Linked DNA regions of Drosophila melanogaster: all the other regions are linked to region 2. The links are chromatin contacts, called in public Hi-C maps. All regions are on one chromosome and are shown on one strand. The core of a region is the stretch at or near the end of the contact, and the rest is flanking DNA. Distances in the headings are between cores, read along the strand shown.

Region 1 (4,157 bases), core at 1,175-3,674, 580 kb before region 2:
CTTTAAATGCGCCGATGAACTCGGGCCACATTTTCCCACTGACGCTTGAATTATGCAAGTTAATTTGCAGCTGCCTGAAAATGATGACAAGAAATACCGCCAGCACACCAACAACCACACCCGTACCCACACCCACGCACAATGCACAACAGGGCAGGACTTCTGGCTGCTGGCTGCTGGCAGCCTAACAAGAGTTATTTCCCACAGACCGGAAGTGAAGTCGACATAAATTGCGGTTAGTGCTAGTCAGCCCACAGCCCATCCACCCCCCTCGAAAGCCACGTTGGCCATTTAATACATTGCGACAGCCATTCAGGCAGGGTTCTTCCGTCTCAGAGGGAAGATACCACCCACTACCACCCACTACCTAGCCACCTGGTGGGGGTGGTGGAAAACTCCTGGGCAGAAGCTGGTATTAAAATTCAGATTGGTTGCGTCACAGTTTTGACGGTTTAGCCGGACGGGTTAACCCGGCATTAGTATGCGAGCGAATATTAAAACCCAACTTGAAGATTACCATATTTTATGCTGATGCATACATATATACCAGCCAGCACTAGTGGCTAGTCTTATTTTAGTAACCACTAGCCGAGCATCAAATAAGGATTATTGCCTTTCGGAATTCGTAAAAGTAAAGCGGATTGAAAACTGAAATCATTGCTGTGGAAATGTGCATCGGGGTAGGACTTTTATTTCGTGAAATTGATTGAATTTCGTTTTCACTTTGCACCCAATCCGAACTGCAAAATGGCAGGCTGAAATTGCAATGAACTAAGGAAATTTCAGGCTTTTCAGACTTTTCTCTCTCTCTTGATAAGTTTCAGTCTTCTGGTAGAAATTCCACTCCTTTCATGCGAAACACGCCTAAGCTCCTGAAAAGGGGAGGGGGAAACGTACTTGTTGTCCTGTTTTGTTACTTCTGTGCGGTTGTTTTCATTTCATTTACAGTTGCACTTGAAGTGGCTGAATGGGGCATGCATGATAGTCCTGGTTCCTTGATTTCCCCCGGTGCCAAAGAAACCCACTTTCCAGAAACCTCAACCGTACGAGAGCTTGCATTTCATACACTTTTACTGACCACTTGCCACCACGAAAGCCACACATCCCAAAGATGTCACACATCAAAACCAGAGAAGCAGAAAATGTATATTAGTGTTGCGCATATGAATCGCACTGTTCCACTTACAGAGCAATCAAAATCGCGGATACTAAGGACATATTTAATATATTACAGTCAGATATGCATTTCACCCTTTACTCACTGTTGTGCATCTCATTTGGATCGGAATGAATTGAAATTTTATTTAGGGTCAAAACTTTTCAATAACTTGTTTATTCCCGATCCTAGTCCTTAACTATTGTATTGAAATTTAAATCTGGGTTGTCTGGTAGCGTTGGCAACACATCGTTTGGATCGTACGTTGGAAGTGTGAACACGGTGGTCTCGAATTCATAATCGTTTTCCATATTCTCTTCTTGACCATCGTTATAATCATTTTCAGGTTCGACGAAAAGTGAGCCACCATTGCAGGTCTTCACGAGCTCATCTTTGTGGCAAAGATTCTTGTATTGCTTATTGCTTCCCTTCATGCACTCTGAAGCGGCTTCTTCGTCGGTGTCCTCGTAGACGGGATTATCCTCCTCCTCACAGAGACTCACTCCGCAGTTGTAGACGCACTTTAGCAACTGGTGGACCAGTGCTGGCCGAACATACTCAACTATGGCGCAGCCCACGCGATTAGCTCGATCCCTCAATACCTGAAAGTAGTTTTTGGACAGTTCCCTGGAAACGGTCTTCAATAATATTTTGGACTTCCTGGTACATGGACTTACTGCTGATTTTTAGTCCATGAGAAGAACAGCTTCTGCACTTCATCTTTACTATTGGGGTCAAACCAGTGATCGAGTTGCTTCCTCAGGGCCTCCTTTTTCGTGGTCATGCAGAAGTACTTTTCCAGCGAATAGCTGACTTCCGCATGACCGTAATTTGGGGTTATGGCGCACTGATCTCGGATTGGCTCACAACGACGTACCAGACCGTCGGCCACTTTGGCCAGTTCCGGATCCCATTCGATCGTGGTCATCCTTGCCGCCTTCGGATTCTGATCCATTCCGCCGGCGAACTTGTTGCGATATTCATTGTGCTTGTCCACGATGAGGGCTATCATATCCCAGCTCATTTTCACCATGGCTGCGGCTTGTTTGGGACAAGTGGATTCAAAATTCTGTAAGAATATGTAAAGCGATCCGAATGATTTGGTCTCCCGTTTACTACCCACTCACTCCATTGTCATCGCAGAGCACGTGTTGTCCTCGGCACAGGTCAGCTTTGCACCATTTATCTGAAGCGCCTGTATCTTGAATATATAATGTGGAGAACAGCAGCCAGATGCACTTTATCATGGCATAAATAACCAGAGTTGTGTATGCTCTGACAGAGGTTTTGAAATAAATAAATCGAAGCCTTGACGAGCATATAATGAATCGTTAATTCTACGCTTGATCCGCGACTAATTGGGTTGCTAACATCACTTATTGAAAGGCGTTCCTTCATTTATTGTATTCCAAGTGTCTTTAGGGCATGGTACGTATCACTGAGACAGCATTGGCCATTCAGTTCTTAAGATTTAAAGATCTTTCACTCTCCAGAAGTCCCTTCTATCAATTATATGGGTTTTTGCATTGAAATGCAAGGCACTTTGCATTGCTCATAAAGAAATGGCATAGGCAATTGATTCAGGAAGCGACTTAAGCTTAAGTGGCTGTCTGATTGCAGCATTTAGTCGCTGAATGAGGAAATTAACGGGGGAAAACTCGTTTCCGTACTTCTGCTTTTGTACTCCACTTAATTGTCTCGTGAACTTTTGCAGCCCAACGTTCTTCGTTCAACCGATGGGCAGTAAAATCCCCTGTTTAGTTGCCGTGAAATAATAAATCCAATAATACACACATTAGCTGCACCACATTTGCCGCTTAACAGGGGTTAAGCTAAAAAAAAAAAAGGAAGTCAGGTTCCCCAGTTTTTTTCCCCCTGCTTTGTCTATCTGGCTGCAACTCGTTAAGCCACTCAACTAAAAGACTAATCCACTTATTGGCGGTTTGGACCGAAGTAAGTACAAAATACACAGCACTAGAGTTGTAGAAGTTCGATTTTAAGACTCGCCTAAGAAGTTGCTGGAAAAATTCAGACGTTGTTTTAAGGTCTTCGAAAGGACGAGTGCATTCGCAAGGCTTAAAAAAGTGAGTTGAAAATTCACAGCGAGAGACCCACAGCTACTTTTTCATACCTGGTGCAGATTCTCTGTACTTCTTTGGACGTGTTGATGTTATTGGCAACAAAGAGATGGCACCGTTACGTCAAATTAATTAAACTAATTGAGTTTGAAAGGTAACGAACCGAGTAAGCGATGTGACACAGAGCAGAGGGGCAAAAATAAAAGTTAAAAAATGTGCCGAAGTCGTTACATACGTTTTTCACGCCATGTTCGTTTTCAAAGTGAAAAAACGCGATTACAGTTTGCATCCAAATGAAATAGGTTATCAGAGGTGGAAATTCTTGACGTGTTAAAAAAAGAAAAGCGACGCGGTTTTCATAGAAATGTAGCTACGTTTCAGAGTAATTAAATAAAAATGCTCCGGGTGTAAAAAATCTAATGCAGTATGTTAATACATTAGATCTGAATGTATATTAAATCAGCGATAGCACATGTTACATTTATCTACATCTTTTTTTCAGCCTGCATGAATATTCTTAATGTTTAATGTTTGCATATCTACTACCAGCTAACTTAATAATCAATATAAATCAATTTAGTAAAATGAATATACATTTTTTTCTGTAATCATGCCAGTTACTCGTAGAGCAACACGGTTAACTAGATTCGTTGAAAAAACACTCACGCCCTACATTTATCAATAAAGATTTCATTTTTAATTGGAATACATTCATTTGGCCACTATCTACGACCACGCCCACTCTACCGCCCATGAAGATGGTAGTGAGCAAGTTTGTTAGCAATCGTCATGGTGCTACTACAATATATATCTACGTTCCAGGGTATGTGATAGTTGTCCGGTGTTTTTAGTTTCACATTTATGCATATTAAATGCCAATTTTCAATGGCAACAATCAAATCATATACTAATATTTACTAAAC
Region 2 (3,966 bases), core at 758-3,257:
AAGTATGACAGATTCAAGGCAATCGAACTGCCAAAAACCTCAAAATTCACATCGAGCTCATCAAGTGCATGGCAAAATTAAGAAATAACCAAAAAATGCACGAAGAAAAAATAGAAAAACGCCACAACAAGAGGCCAACGGCCAGGCAATCCAATCAGTTTCAAATTAAGGTTTACATGTGCGAGAGCCGCCAGCAGCCCGCCAGTCGAAATTGACCAACAACCAACAACCAACAACCAACAACCGGCAACAAAGTGGCCAAAATAAAAGAAAGACCCGCCGAGGGGAAACCGTCCGAAAGGAAAACCTGTCCGCTGTCCAATACTTGATGTCGGATGAACTCTGGCGACGCCTCACCGAAGTATTGCATTCCCAGGCCGCCGATCACCAGATGATAATGAGGATGCTGCTGACTTGGCTGGTGGTGCTAGTGGTGCTACTGACTGCTGGTGGTGATGGTGGTGGTGGTGGTGGTGGTGGTGCTCTGATGACATCGTCTTGGCAGTGGCTTCATCCGCCGACTGACAGCACGTTCTTCTGGCATGCCACCGATGGGACATCCACCACGCCTCGTGATCTGTGGACATTGCACTCGATGGGAAGGGAATGGAAGTGGCATAGAAATCGAAACCAAAACAAACCCAGCCGCAGAATGTTGGCTGAAATGCAGAAACACGACCGCTGAGTACTGATTGATTGCTGAAAATCACTTCAGCATCCCCAAATCATCTCAAAGTTAATAGAGCCTTTTGATTAAATTTAAATTTTAATGAAAATGAAGCTGAAGAAAGTTTGATTCAATTAAGCTCAAGTTCATTTTAAGTAATGAACCAGTAAGAAAATATCTTTCATCTTTTCGTTTACTAAAAAGAATTATGCTATAGAATATGCCAAATAAATATGATATCATTGAAAATCAAACAAACGAATTAAGGAGAGTTTGGGCTAGACTGGAATGACTTCCGCCCTGGCTATATATTACATCGAATGCCCCGACTGAGGACAACTATGCGGAATTGAAAGGCACTTGGAATAGTTTCATCGACCCGGGACGCGTTCTATTCCCGATCAGCCAAAAATACCTCCAATTTGGACATCAAACTGGGAGGATAGAGCGATGCTGTGGCTAGTTGGGCATATTGGTGCTGGCTAATGGCTAATTACGCGGCGATTGTTTAAATTTAAAACAAGGCAGACGCATTTAGAAATTATTTTAACAATGCACAAGCAGAAGAATTCGCGCTTTCCGCATTTATTTTCGTTTTCGAATCGCCGCCATCGTGTGAACCATCGAACGAATCGAATCGATCGGCAATTAATAACGAAACGCGCTCACAATCAATATAATAAACACAATTAAACCGGGCGCACCATAATTATTACGTAATTGAGGTGGGTTGTCCATTATGCATCTGATTTGAGTTCCCCGATAATCCGACGAGGGGAACTGGAACTAATGCTGGTCTATGGTCTGTGGTCTCTGGTCTCTGGTCCATCAATGCTTTCTGGCCATTTGGCTTGTTGCTTTGTGGCTTTGTGGATGTCTCGGCCATCGATCAGCGATGAAGACCATAATGGCACCTCCCCTCCCCCGACGCGTTTCGTTATAAAATTCGCATAAATCAACGCAAATAATTAAGCAGTCGCCCGAGTTGCTAATATCGAGAGTTTCCTATCCATCTGCCCAGACGCGGGTCACCCGTCCCATCGCAACAGAAATATCAGAAGTAACAAAAATCCCAAGTCCCAGAGCAAAACAAAACAAGACAAAGCAAAAATCACCTCAAAAACACAAATTAACAAATTCACTTTTGTGGTTTTTACTCATTCGCACAGTGCGAAAATGAATAGCAAAAGTGCGAGACGAGCTGATTCAGAGATAGTTGAGATACATAGGTTGCAGATGGATTTACATTTTAAGATTGCGATTATGACAGGCAGAAGTATTTCAAGCCGAATTGATGACTGTTTAATGGAGTTGGACAGGTGATTTCGATTTGTTAAGCGGGCTTTGGGTTAAGTATCTAATGGATATCACATCATTTTACTATTTGGTATTGCTTTTGTAAACTACTTTTATTTTCTTGTTCTAAGTCCACTATTAGCGGAACTAAATGCCCATCGAATCGGGCATTAGCTCAGCCCAACCGAAGAACAAAGAGCTCGTGGACATGGAAAAATGTTCAGATCCTAACCATGTTAGTGGGCTATCCGACTAACGCCTTTCGATCCACCTGTGCCACCGTCTGTGTATGTTTGCTCATGTGTTTGGCCAAAGAAAACGAAACTTGGAAGGTGACTACTGGTCTTGGCAGATGAAGCTGCTCCGGGGAAACCGGTGTGCAGGGTGGTGTGAGCGGGGATGGTTTACATTTTCGCAGCGGTGTGGAGTGTCTCTACGAGTATGAGGAATGGCCAAAAGAGGCAACAATCAACAATGGCCATCCCGACAGCTGCCGCGGAGATAACTCACAACGCACGACGGATCGTGAATAACTACACAATGAAGGGGCTACGATATATTTTGTATCTAAATTTTTTCGGGTGTCATAGATATGTGAGTAGTTAGGTATTTTGTGTTTTGCATCATTTATCAAGCTCGTTTCGCTGGGGTTAATCAGTAAGGGAAGCCGCGATCATCTCGATCCCTGGCCAAGTGCATCGAACGTCTATATATGTGCGGCTCGGGCGGACCTTTTGCCGGGTCGCTTTGGGCCATGTTGAAATGCAATTGGCTACGCCCAAGAGATGTTGCCATGTTGAACGGGGCGTATGAGCAATCAAGGCAAATCGGAAAGAAAAGAGTAAAAGCAACAGTGTTTTCACACGCCCCGCCGTGAGCATCGAACAAAAACACAACTAAAAACAAAATCGAAATGTGACTAGTCGTAGGAATAAGAAATACGCTGACTTGTGATAATACTGCAGGCATACAGCCAACTCATCCCCGAAATAAGACGTCATCAGCACGTGGCCAGCCATAAATATAATGAAAATAAAATCGAACCAATTATGAGATATATATATATATATATAAATAGATACACATTTAGGGATGCAGCTGACGCAAAGAGAGTGCAATCTTTTCACGGTTTCGTCATATATTTTCGTTTTCGGCGCGACGATGACGTTTTCAGCACTCGTGCCTCGGGAAAACACCCGTAATGTGAAAACTGTGTGCCGCCTAATCCGTTAAACTGGCCGATTTCATGGCCCCGCTGGCGTCATGGCTTAAATACTATATACCACAACTAGTGGATGCACCTCACCTGGTCATATGTTCTTCGGCGATTTGTTTTGCTCTGGTTTGTCATCCGATGTCGGGCACTTTTGGCGCCCATCGCCATTATGGTACTATATAGCCAACTTATAAATATAGATGTTTGTTTTGCCACGTCTAATAGTCAACTGAGTCTAGTGCATTTCGCCCTGCATTTTCACTTCTGCAATCGATTGGCAACCCTCGGTTTAGTGTTTAACTGCATTTCACCATAGAAACTAATTTTCTACTTGGGTAGTTGTTTCAAAAAACCTATCCGAAGACTATCGAAAGGATACCTATCCATATGTAGCGCATGATAATCATTCTGTAATATTGACAATTAAATCAATTTAGAATGTGCATATAGTAGATTCCTGTGAATTGAAGGCTCACATGGCCCACTTGCAGTTGAAAACGCTAACCGCAGAGTGCTTAAAAGCTGATTGCTGGGAAACACTTAATGGGCGCTAAGTTAGCCGCAAAATACAGTCGCTTAAGAAGCGGCTAACAAGTGGCTAACCGACTTTGCCGCAGCGAATGAATTGGCAAAGCCTTTCAAGCCGTTTAGTAAGCCCAATAATCGGATGCCCCACCGCCGGGCGCCCTAACACCACCCACCGAACCAACCACCCACTCGGCAATGAAATGATCGATCTATCTTTCCCATGCTTGAGCTTCAATCGGCGATGTTTTTTTTATGCGGT
Region 3 (4,143 bases), core at 584-3,083, 730 kb before region 2:
TGCAGGCACGTAGATACATTTATCTGCAGCGCGGTCTGGGCTGGGCAAGTTGGCTTAAAGCTGTAAAGTTGCAACCATTTTCTGGGTGGGCGTGGCCAGGTGATGCTAAGGCATCCAACTGGGCGGCGAGTGTAATATATTCCTGTCAAGCTGTGCACCACCACCACCGCCCTGGGACCTCTCCCATTCCCATGCCCATTTCCCAGTCCTCCGGATCGGGTCGGGTCCTTTCACGCCCCCTCCTTTGGTTTATATATGCGACTCCAAGCTGGGCAGATAGCCACGTAGCTTTGACATTACATTGATTGACTTTTGATGTCTGCGTACTATGTGGGTCTAGGCCATCACTCTCTCTCTCTGTTTCTCCGATCTGGAGGGGTTTCACATAGCCATTGCGATTGCCAGCAAATTCATACTTTTTTTACCGATTGGGAGTTAGCTCACGTAAATATGTATTCCTTTCGCATCTCTAGTGTAGCTGTATTGTTATGGTTCCCCAATAAAATATTTATTCCCAATTAGGCGCAGGCCTTTGAGACACTACACTAAGCTACAAGAAGTGAATTTCGTGAAGAAAGAGTTTACAAGAACACTGCAAAATAGAAATTCCAAACATAAAAGGAGCTTAGTTCCAAAAGAATGCACTATATCTATAAGTGCACATACTTATTGAGCTTATCCATACTCGTATTTGGGTTATCCATTTGCTTGTTAAAAAGTGTATTGATTGTTCTTTCTCCTACTGCATACACATTACAGTTCAGACCTGCCTGGCCCTCGTGTATCAATCTCATTGTCTATGCCTATTAGACCCCTTGGCAGTTCATCGGACATATACATTATGCAGGATACTCAAGGCTAATTGCCAGGAACGAATATCCATTTAGCTCTCTCTTTCTGTTTTTTCTGGTTGGTCGTCAGCAAAAGGTTGATTTTATTAACCAGGCTTAATTGCTCCATAAAAGCTTAGTGCTTTAAATTTGTCAACCGCCTACTGGGACATTCTAATGGAAGGGAAAAACGCTCGGTTGACCTAGTTTTTGTCTCCTTCTACCTTTCCTTTACCTTCATCAGCTCCTTGGGCCGTTTTCCTGGCCACAAACGAAAGAGATGTTCACGGCAAGTGATACTTAAGCACTGGGCATTGCTTAATTTACGTAGTCTACTTTGGGGCGCGAAAGGATTATGGGCGTGGCAAGGAGCGCAATTGAGACGGTCCGGCACGTAACGCCGCATCCTGGGAATCAGGTGGACAACAGAGTGAAATGGCATTCGAGTGGAATGCCACGCACGTATCCTGCGATGTGGCAGGGAACGGGTTTTTGTTCGTCCTCTTATTGTTATCCCAGCCGAATGTGGCTCAACAATCTGCTCCTTATGGTGCAAGGATATCAGCGGTGGCTTGATTATGCGTCCGGCATTTTAAGCAATTGAAGCCAATGTGCGGCGATGAAATTGATAGACAATTCATTTGTAATCAGTATTACAAGCTAGATGCTTTGCATAATAGAGAGATGATACTGATGCTACATTTTATGAAAATACAATATATATGAATCCCTTTTTAAAAATTAAAATGTGTAGAATCTACAAGGATAATGATTTAGTCACTTCCCGGGGGGCACCTAATTCAGGTGACTAAACACTTTTCGCATTCCACTTCTTTCAATGAAACCCTTTTATGCGTTCGCCTCCGAAAAAAGTCTTAAAATATTCTGCCTCGAAGGTGGCTGTGAACTCAATTGTAGCTCTCAAATAAACCGCTCGTCATGGGGCGGGCAAAGTTGGCTACGCTTTCAGCTGATTAAGAACAAATTTGATATAAATAAGTGGTGAAAACAACTCGGCACAATTTAACGCTTTGTTGCGGTCAAGTAACTTTAGAATTCCAGTGAGTGAACAGAGCCAGCTATTCGGACAAAAAATAACACAAAAAAAAAAACACTCATAAATGAAAACAAGTGCAGAGTAATGAAAGAAAAAGCATGAAGACGCGTCGAGATGAAAGGGAATTCTTCAGCGTGTTTTTAAGCCGATTTGATTCTGCGGTGAGAGGAACCACAAAATGCTATAACAATTTTCAAGCTAATTTTTTCTCTACGGCGCACAGTTTTGGCCAAGCCATGCCAATGGCCAATGTCCAATGGCATTTTGATTAACTTGATGATGATGAGGCAGTCGGCGAGGAGGATAATGACCTTGGATGCCTTCCGCTGTCAACGTGGGCAGTTGGCTCATCCTCGTTTCCTCCGAAGTGGCATTTCCTTCGATCTCCTGATTGCGGTTAGATGGCCAACTTAATAAGCCAGATCCCCTCGAACTAAACGTGGCCGAGAAAGCAAATTCCGGCTCACTGCGCTTTTGGCGAGGCCATGAGCCTCTCAGCCAAGCCAACTTAATGCCAATATTTTACTCAACTGGGGATTAGTTTTACTTTACTTTTCAGCTGATTTCTATATTGAGTGACTTAAAATCCTGAGAGGCAAACGGAAGCTGGGATAAGAGGACTTCAAATTACCTTCTTGCTTGATTGCTCAAGTGTGGGTTTTCAAATATTTTGAAAACAAAATCCTATGAATAGTGGTAATGCATTTTCCTAATATCTAAGAAAACCAGCATTGAACTTCATATACATAAATGCCGGGTATTTTCTCCAAATATCTTAAAAGTTCATTTTTGATCCAAATTCCATTGCCGATAAATACACTAAATTTTCCATTCGAATCGCAACTCACCAAAGTCTAATTCAGATTTCGTAACCGCCGTCATATTTGACAGCTCATTAAAGCCAACTGCTATTAGTTTGGACCTCTTACAGTTCGACTCACACAGGCTGGTAACTTTCACAACGCACTCCGGGTGGCAAGTGAATCAGTCAAAATCGATCGTGCCACCAAAAACTGACCGATGCCTTGATTGATTGATTGATTGATTGAAGGCACGCGCTGTAATTGGCGACGTGTTTGCCCCGCTGAGACTTACACGTTTTTCGCATGTTTATATCTACTCTAATTTTATTAGCTTGTTGGCCACATAAACTTCCGCTGTTAGTTGGACGAACGTGGCTTTTAATGAGCTGGCATTTGAATTTAAGTTTCGGGATGTATCGCTGATTTATACAACCAACCCGCATTGAAATGGAAATAAAAGCTGTGCGACTCTATTTGGATGCAATTGCTTTTGAGCAAACCTTGAGAAGTCCAGCGATCGCAACTTAAATTGGTGAGATGTCAGCTAATCTCATTTATTCTGTGTGTCAGTTAAATAAATTCTCATTAACTGCCGCGTTGAGAGTTGACTAAGCTTGGGAACTTGGCCAAAATGGCAACGTATGTTTTTTCGTTCACCTTGGCGAGCCATTTACTCTGCTTCCGCGAGCTTTGTCTAAATATCAATTTTAATTTTTCCAAAGGATACGAGAGTTGTCATGACAGTATAGTCAGTCCTTCATATGCATATTCAAAATGTCATCGGTGAGTTGCAGACGAAAATAAGTTCTTCTTGGAAGGAAAGGGAAATTATGTCATCTACCTGGGGATTCGCCTTCAAGGACACGTGCAAGGTCAGCGGAAGGAGGTGGTGATGGGCCACACTGCAGCATGCAAAATCGTTAGGCAGATAAAGAGCCATGAAAAATAGTCGAGCACGGGCCAACACGGAAACAAATAAAAATCAACAGGATTAAATATGCAGCTCTACGTGGCTCCCAACATTTTCTATGGTTCTTTGGTCTTCGGCCAGGTTTTTAGCCTTGTGCCCCGCCTTGAATGTGGGCAGTGCGGCCAATCTGTTACATTTTGTCAGGGCTTCCATGCAGCTTCTATTCAGACCCCTGGCCCTCGTCCTCTACTCCTGGCCAGGAGATGCCTCCTCATCTCGAGTGTCCTTCGCACGTTTACCTTCAGCTGGGACACTGGGCCGTAAATGCGACTGCCTCTGCTGTTTTTACACTCTCAGCCGGGCTCTGAAGTGGATTCAACAAGTCTAAATGTGAGGTGCGGAAGCTCGACTACCAGATGCTCCTTAGAAGGTAAATAAACTTTAAAAAACCTGGTAAAACTTATTACCAATAATAAGCGTTTGAAGTACTTAATTGATCAAGTGCCTGAGTGCCCGGCTATTATATGTGCAATCCTCATTCAA

The links. A called contact is a pair of places that touch in the nucleus more often than the background predicts.
Region 1: a Hi-C map of the Kc167 cell line shows a contact between it and region 2, with 1.7 times the contacts expected there. A contact is called at or near these places in 8 of 107 Hi-C or Micro-C datasets (the D17-c3 cell line, the Kc167 cell line, the ML-DmBG3-c2 cell line and 2 more).
Region 3: a Hi-C map of the Kc167 cell line shows a contact between it and region 2, with 1.5 times the contacts expected there. A contact is called at or near these places in 6 of 107 Hi-C or Micro-C datasets (the Kc167 cell line, the ML-DmBG3-c2 cell line, embryo and 1 more).

What each region holds. Positions count from the first base shown.
Region 1 is chr2L:20,132,499-20,136,655 of dm6, forward strand. CG10651 reads right to left here and starts at 2,425. Exons shown (of 3, transcript NM_001299166.1): 1 at 2,284-2,425; 2 at 1,834-2,225; 3 at 1,257-1,783. The coding sequence starts at 2,403. The coding sequence ends at 1,345.
Region 2 is chr2L:20,708,089-20,712,054 of dm6, forward strand. lncRNA:CR44187 (long non-coding RNA:CR44187) reads left to right here and starts at 2,008. Exons shown (of 1, transcript NR_073813.1): 1 at 2,008-2,918. The region is part of intron 1 of Hr38 (Hormone receptor-like in 38); the gene reads right to left. lncRNA:CR44188 (long non-coding RNA:CR44188) reads left to right here and starts at 3,114. Exons shown (of 1, transcript NR_073814.1): 1 at 3,114-3,966.
Region 3 is chr2L:19,976,996-19,981,138 of dm6, forward strand. It overlaps lncRNA:CR43620 (long non-coding RNA:CR43620), which reads left to right and starts at 1,834. Exons shown (of 2, transcript NR_048015.1): 1 at 1,834-2,048; 2 at 2,111-2,728. All of the region lies in intron 3 of CG43861, which reads right to left.